2 separate regions of the Pan troglodytes genome follow, and region 1 is linked to region 2. Evidence: chromatin contacts called from public HiChIP or PLAC-seq data. All regions are on one chromosome and are shown on one strand. The core of a region is the stretch at or near the end of the contact, and the rest is flanking DNA. Distances in the headings are between cores, read along the strand shown.

Region 1 (3,224 bases), core at 11-2,510, 120 kb before region 2:
AGGGCCTGGGCGCGTATGAATGAGTGGGTGGGTATGCATGTGTGTATCCCTTTTTTCTTCACCCTCCCACAGCCCGCCCCTGGGCCAGTGCGCGTCCCGAAACTACCTCTACAAGGACTTGCAAACCGGTTTCGGAGGAACGTGTGTTTTCCGGCCCTTTCCCACCTTCCGCTCCTTCACGTGTGCGCGTCGTTGAGACTCCAGTCCCCAGCGGGCCACACGGCCTGGCCCCGGGGGCTGAGCGGCTGCGTCGGCCGCGCTACCCGCTGGGAGTAGTAGTTCCCCTGGAGCGCAGGCGTCACTCCCCCGCCCCAGCGAAGGGCGGGATTCCGGCGAGAGCCTGCGCTTGTGACAGTGCCGTTTCTCCTACCTGAAGTCTCATTGGGTATCGCACTACTGGAAGGGGCGGCGCTGCCATGACAGAGAAGGCAATAAAACTGAAGGCCTAGCTCGACTAAAAGCGCTTACTATTAAGGAAGACTTCGCTGTGGCTCCATCCGGCACGGAAAGCTAAACCGTGTAATGGCTGGCAACCAGGAAGCTAGACTACCTAGAATCCGGAGGATTGGAGGGACTGGCCGGCGTGGGCCCCTGAGATTTCCTATTACATGTCTTCAGTTTTATCCATAGACACGGAAGGACACTAAAATTGCCTGGTGCCATTTCCTGTGAAACAAGTCTAGATAAGAGAAGGGACTTGCCCAAGGTCACATAGCCGAGAAATAAAGCCGAGGGCAGTAGGAGAAATGATCTGACTTTCCGAACCACCCCCAAGCCTAGGGCCCTTATCACCACACCTTTCATGGAAGTGAAAATCCTGCTCTTGTGCTCTTTAACCCTTAATGAAGTTTATAGGTCCCAGCAAAGAAAATGGATGTAAGAACTGGGCTTTTTTCCCCCTCTAAATGATAGTAAAGGGCCCTAATGCAGAGTGAGATGTGTCCCCATAGGCCTTATAAACCCTGTTTTGCAAAGTAAAACATAAGTTCCACAGATGGCAAGCAATTCAGGTCACACTGGGCCTAAAATCCCGTTTCTTACCTTCCTTCACCACCATCATTCTGAGATTGTTTCAGTACTTGCACTCTACTTTCCCGAACTCTGTGGGCAGATTCTGCTGCCTGGGAGCCCTGGAATAGAACTTCAAGGACCGTTCAACATCTGGATTCAACTAGAAATTAAGAATGGCCCCCAAACAGTAAGCCGGGCCTAGGAACCAGTTAGCGCAGGTCAAGTCCCTACCCGGACTCATTTTTTTTCAGCCCTCAGGAAGTAGGGGCCTCTCTGAATCCACTTGCCGGAAGTGCCTTTCCAGTGGACCTGGGCTGTTGTTGCGGTTGTTTTCCTTCTCTCCGTGCAACGCTGGCAAGTCTCAAAGTCGCCACAGGTGCAGGTTGGGATGGGAGGCACCAAGGGTTGGTAGTAAATTTGCGACGTTGGGATGGGAGGGCACCAAGGGTTGGTAGTAAATTGGAGACGCGGGCACTCTCGGGCAGGGTTTCCCGAAGACACTGGCGTCTAAACCCCGCCTTCCTTTCTCAGAGGTCAGTTTGAAGCTGGCAGTTTGCAGTCTTCCCACCAGGGCAATGGGAATATTGAGCTTTTTCATTTATATTAGGAGGATTAAGCTTTGAGTCTCAGTCCTTAATCCCGCATCACCTGCCGTCCCTGGACTTTTTAGGTTATCACTTTTTAATACCCACTAGTTGGAAAGCACGTGCCACAGAGGAAAGGGAGTTTCCAAAGATGGGGGGATGGTTGAGATTTTAAATGGAGTGGTCTGTAAAGTCCTTACGAAGAAAGTGATTTTGAACAAAAGTGATGGGTACGCTCTGCGGGCATTTTGGTCTGGGGCTCAGGTGGGTGGGTGTGGGTGTGATCTAAATTCTACTCGGAGGCCCAGGATTACTTACCTCCCTACTTGCTTCCTTAAGTATAGCATGAAGACATTAACTGGTATACAGGATTTCTTGACCCAGCCCTAAGATCTGTGATCAATAAATTAGTTCAATCGATTTTTTTTTTTTTTTTTTTTTTTTTGAGACGGAGCTTCGCACTGTCGCGTGGGCTGGAGTGCAATTGCGCGATCTCGGCTCACTGCAACCTCCGCCTCCCAGGTTCAAGCAATTCTCCTGCCTCAGCCTCCCGAGTAGCTGGGATTACAGGCGACTGCCACCACGCCCAGCTAATTTTTTGTATTTTTAGTAGAGACGGGGGGGAGGTTCACTACGTTGGCCAGGCTGGTCTCGAACTCCTGACCTCGTGATCCACCCACCTCGGCCTCCCAAACTGCTGGGCTTACAGGAGCGAGTCACTGCGCCCTGCCCAATCGATTTTTTAAAATTAAGCAGCAACTGTAGGTTTTTTTAGACATCCCATTCTCTTGGTTAAGAATGAAATTGTCAGATCTAGATCCAAATTATCATTCACCTGTTTTTACTGGCTGCTTACATTAGAGTTTTTAATCAGTCCCTCCTGTGTAAAGTGCTTTGCGTCAGGGACGGTTCTCAGCTATTTACATGTAGTAACTTATTAAGTGTTGTATCAGGCTAAGTGGCATACACCTGCAATCCCAGCACTTTGGGAGGCCGAGGCAGGTGGATTGCTTGAGCTCAGGAGTTCAAGACCAGCCTGAGCAATATGGCAAAACCCCTTCTATACAAAAAATACAAAAATTGGGGCCAGGCACGGTGCCTAATGCCTGTAATCCCAGCACTTTGGGAGGCCAAAGCAGGCAGATCACGAGGTCAGGAGATCGAGACCATCCTAACATGGTGAAACTCCGTCTCTACTAAAAATACAAAAAATTAGCTGGGTGTGGTGGCATATGCCTGTAGTCCCAGCTACTCAGGAGGCTGAGGCAGGAGAATGGCATGAACCTGGGAGGCGAAGCTTGCAGTGAGCTGAGATGGCACCACTGCACTCCACCCTGGGCGATAGAGCAAGACTCCGTCTCAAAAAAAAAATTGGCTGGGCATGGTGGCGTGGCCTGTAGTCCCAGCTCCTTAGAGGGCTGAGGTGGTAAGATCCCTCGATCCCGGGAGGTCAAGGCTGCAGACAGCGGAGAGCACGCCACTGCACTCCAGATTGAGTGACAGAGCGAGACCCTGTATCCAAAAAAAAAAAAAAAGTTACATCAACCCTATGAATTAGTACCCATATTTCAAAGGTGAATGAACTGCACCATAACAAGATTAAATAATTTGTTCAAAGACACACAGCTA
Region 2 (3,312 bases), core at 304-2,803:
TTGTCAAGGCCATTAGGAGTGCAAGAGTGAGTCTTCTAGCAAGATAGAGTCTTATATAATATAACATAATCAAGGAAATGATATCGTCTTACTTTTTTTGTATTCTATTGGTTGGAAACAAGTCACAGGCCTCATCTCCATTCATGGGAAGGGATTACATAAAGGTGTAAAATACTGGGAAGCAGGTAGAGCAGGAGGACTAGCTTAGAGTCTATCTGCCCAATAACTCTCGCAGTACCAGTATGGAAGGTGAGAAGGTAGAATGGGTTCTGGTCCTTAAGTTACCAAGGCTGAGTCAGTGGGTTCTCCTGCCAGAGACTGTTGATCTGTAATGATGATGCAACTATGAAGAGAGGGTTAGAATTACTTTGCAGGGGTGCACAGTAGCAGCGCAGCTCATTGCCTGGTGGTTGTGACAGCAGTGTCCTGAGATTGTCCCTGAGGTTCAGTCTGTGGGGGCTCCTTGTTTCCTGCCAGCTACGTAAGCCTTTTTCTCCTATCTCTGTTCAGCTCTGTGATCCATTCTATGTAGCTTTCTAAGAAATTACCCCTTAGGCTTAAGATAGTCAGAGTTGTTTGTTATTTGTAACTAAGGATGTGACAGACCCTGTACATGTAGCTGGAATAATTATAAATAGTTGTCACCGCATGGATTAATGGGAGAAGGAGAGGGAGGTAGAGGCCAGATTTGGATGGCCTTGCCAGCCATAGTAAGTTTACACTTCATCTTGAGATTCATTTAATTGCTTTTTTTTTTGAGATGGAATCTCGCTCTGTCGCCCAGGCTGGAGTTCAGTGGCGCGATCTTGGCTCACTGCCAGCTCCGCCTCCCGGGTTCACGCCATTCTCCTGCCTCAGCCTCCCGAGTAGCTGGGACTACAGGCGCCCGCCATCACGCCCAGCTAATTTTTTGTATTTTTAGCAGAGACAGGGTTTCACCGTGTTGGCCAGGATGGTCTTGATCTCCTGACCTCGTTATCCACCTGCCTTGGCCTCCCAAAGTGCTGGGATTACAGGAGTGAGCCACCGTGCCCGGCCTCATTTAACTGTTTGTTCTTTTTTTTTTTTTTGAGACGGAGTCTTGCTCTGTCACCCAGGCTGGAGTGCAGTGGCATGATCTTGGCTCACTGCAAGCTCTGTCTCCCAGGTTCATGCAGTTCTCAGCCTCCTGAGTAGCTGGGACTACAGGCACCCACCACCACGCCTGGCTAATTTTTTGGTATTTTTAGTAGAGATGGGGTTTCACTGTGTTAGCCAGGATGGTCTCGATCTCCTGAATTCATGATCTGCCTGCCTTGGCCCCCCAAAGTGCTGGGATTATAGGCGTGAGCCACTGCACCCGGTCCATTTAATTGTTTTAAGCAAGCAAGTAACATATAGGAAGAGTCTTGTGAGGGCTTTTTGAAGGATGAGTTTAAAGACAATGAGACTGGCATAAGTGAACCCGTTAGAAGGCTTTCTCAGTCAAGTAGCTGAGGGAAGATGAGACTTGAGGTGGTGCCAATGGGACGGAAAGAGGAGGCAGATTGGAGAAATAGTGAGGTTATAGAGGCAATAAGACTTGTTCATTTATTGGATGTGAGGAAAGGACAAGGAAGGAGTCCAGGATGATTTCCAGGTTTCTGGTTGAGGCAACTGGATGGGTGGTAAGGAACTGGGACAGGGAATAGAGGAGCAGGCTGGTGACAGGCCGTAGAGCACATTGGTTATGTGCATCCTCCCGGCCTCCCAGAAGGAATCCATCACTTTTTCCACTTTTATAGGTGTTTCCGCACTGTCTTTCTGTCCGGATCTGACAGACCTGGGTTTGAGTCCTGGCTCTGGACTTACAAGCTGTGTGATGTTGAGCATATTATGTAATTTGAGCCTATTTCCTCAACTGTAAAATGGAAATACAACTTACTTCTTGTTTGTGTATGTCTGAATTGAATGCACAGTGTGTGGTATCCAGTGGGCACTCCATAGTGTTGGCTATTTTTATTACTCAGAAAGGCGTCAGGGAAGAGGCCCAGGACAAATGGGTGAAGGCTTTAAGCAAGGCTTCTAGGTCAAAAGAGGAAAAACACAACATGTGGCAGACCAGCTGAAGCCAGAGGGAGGCCAGAGCTGAGCTACCACCACACGTTGCTGAGCAGATGAGTCACCGCAGGCAGCAGGTCAGGCTACCCAGGCCACAGCAGACTGGGCTGGGCTCTACACGATGACTTCATTGTATGCCTTTTTTGTCCTCTCCTCCTCCCAGAAGGAATCCATCACTTTTTCCACTTTTATAGGCGTTTCCACACTGTCTTACTGTCCGGAAAGAGCAAACACGGTGGAAAGGGACAGAAGAGCCAGAATTCCGTCTAGTTTGATCACTGATTTGCTGGGTGACCTGGTGCATTTCACTTCGCCTTAGTCTCTTTATCTGTAATATGAGAATGCGCAGATTTGCCTCCTAAGTGTGATGTGAGAATTAGGTGAGAGTTGGCAGGCACTAAATAAAAAGGCATGCATTAGCCTTCTATTCATTAGTTGTGTTATTCTGTCTCCTTCCTGCTCCCGGCCCCTCTCTCCCTAGTTCCTTGAGGACACCGATCGACTCGAACTCATTTTTGGGTCCCCAGCACTGAGCTTGGCCCAGCAGTTTCATGAATGGATGAATGAAAGATTCAATGGGAGTCCGCAGCCGCTGCCGGCGCGCCGAGAGCCCCGCCCGCTTCTGGTCCTCCGACTGCGCGCCAGGGCCACGGGCGGGTCCTTTGCGACCGTTCGCTGGCGCGTGCGCGGGAGGCGGCGCGCGGCCGGAGGTGGCGGGCGGGCTCCCGGTGCGCGCGCGTGAGGGGCGGGGCCGGCCGAAGGCTGGCTGTAGGCAGGCGGCTGAGCCGGCGGCGGGTGGCCTGCCCAGCGTGTGCTGGGTGGGAGAAGGCGAGGCGGCAGCGATGCTGTCTCTTCCGTGAGGAGCGCAGAGGAGGTCGCGGCGCCGGAGGCCCCAGAAGGCTCGAAGGCGCCGCGGGCTGGGGTCGGTGGCTTAGGGAGCCCGCCCGGCCATGGTGGCCGCGGGTGGTGGTTGGCGCGGCTGCGCTGCGGCCCGGGGCAGTGCGGAGCCGGGACAGTCGCGGCGCTGACGCCCGCGGGCCCCAGCTGCAGATATGAAGCGGAGCCGCTGCCGCGACCGACCGCAGCCGCCGCCGCCCGACCGCCGGGAGGATGGAGTTCAGCGGGCAGCGGAGCTGTCCCAGTCTTTGCCGCCGCGCCGGCGAGCGCCGCCCGGGAGGCAGCGGCTGGAGGAGCGGACGGGCCCCGCGGGGCCCGAGGGCAAGGAGCAGGTAG

What was found. HiChIP or PLAC-seq counts read pairs in DNA pulled down with a chosen protein or histone mark.
Region 1: an H3K4me3 HiChIP or PLAC-seq map of stem cell-derived excitatory neurons shows a contact between it and region 2, with 2.9 times the contacts expected there. The contact joins the promoter of GPBP1L1 here to the promoter of MAST2 in region 2. A contact is called at or near these places in 1 of 7 Hi-C or Micro-C datasets (stem cell-derived neural progenitor cells) and 1 of 1 datasets of contacts at active chromatin or transcription factors (stem cell-derived excitatory neurons).

What each region holds. Positions count from the first base shown.
Region 1 is chr1:185,279,283-185,282,506 of NHGRI_mPanTro3-v2.0_pri, reverse strand. GPBP1L1 (GC-rich promoter binding protein 1 like 1) reads right to left here and starts at 1,260. Exons shown (of 12, transcript XM_054682638.2): 1 at 1,042-1,260. TMEM69 (transmembrane protein 69) reads left to right here. Exons shown (of 3, transcript XM_063802542.1): 1 at 1-2,117; 2 at 2,855-3,224.
Region 2 is chr1:185,162,505-185,165,816 of NHGRI_mPanTro3-v2.0_pri, reverse strand. MAST2 (microtubule associated serine/threonine kinase 2) reads left to right here and starts at 1,553. Exons shown (of 29, transcript XM_063781249.1): 1 at 1,553-3,308. The coding sequence starts at 3,132.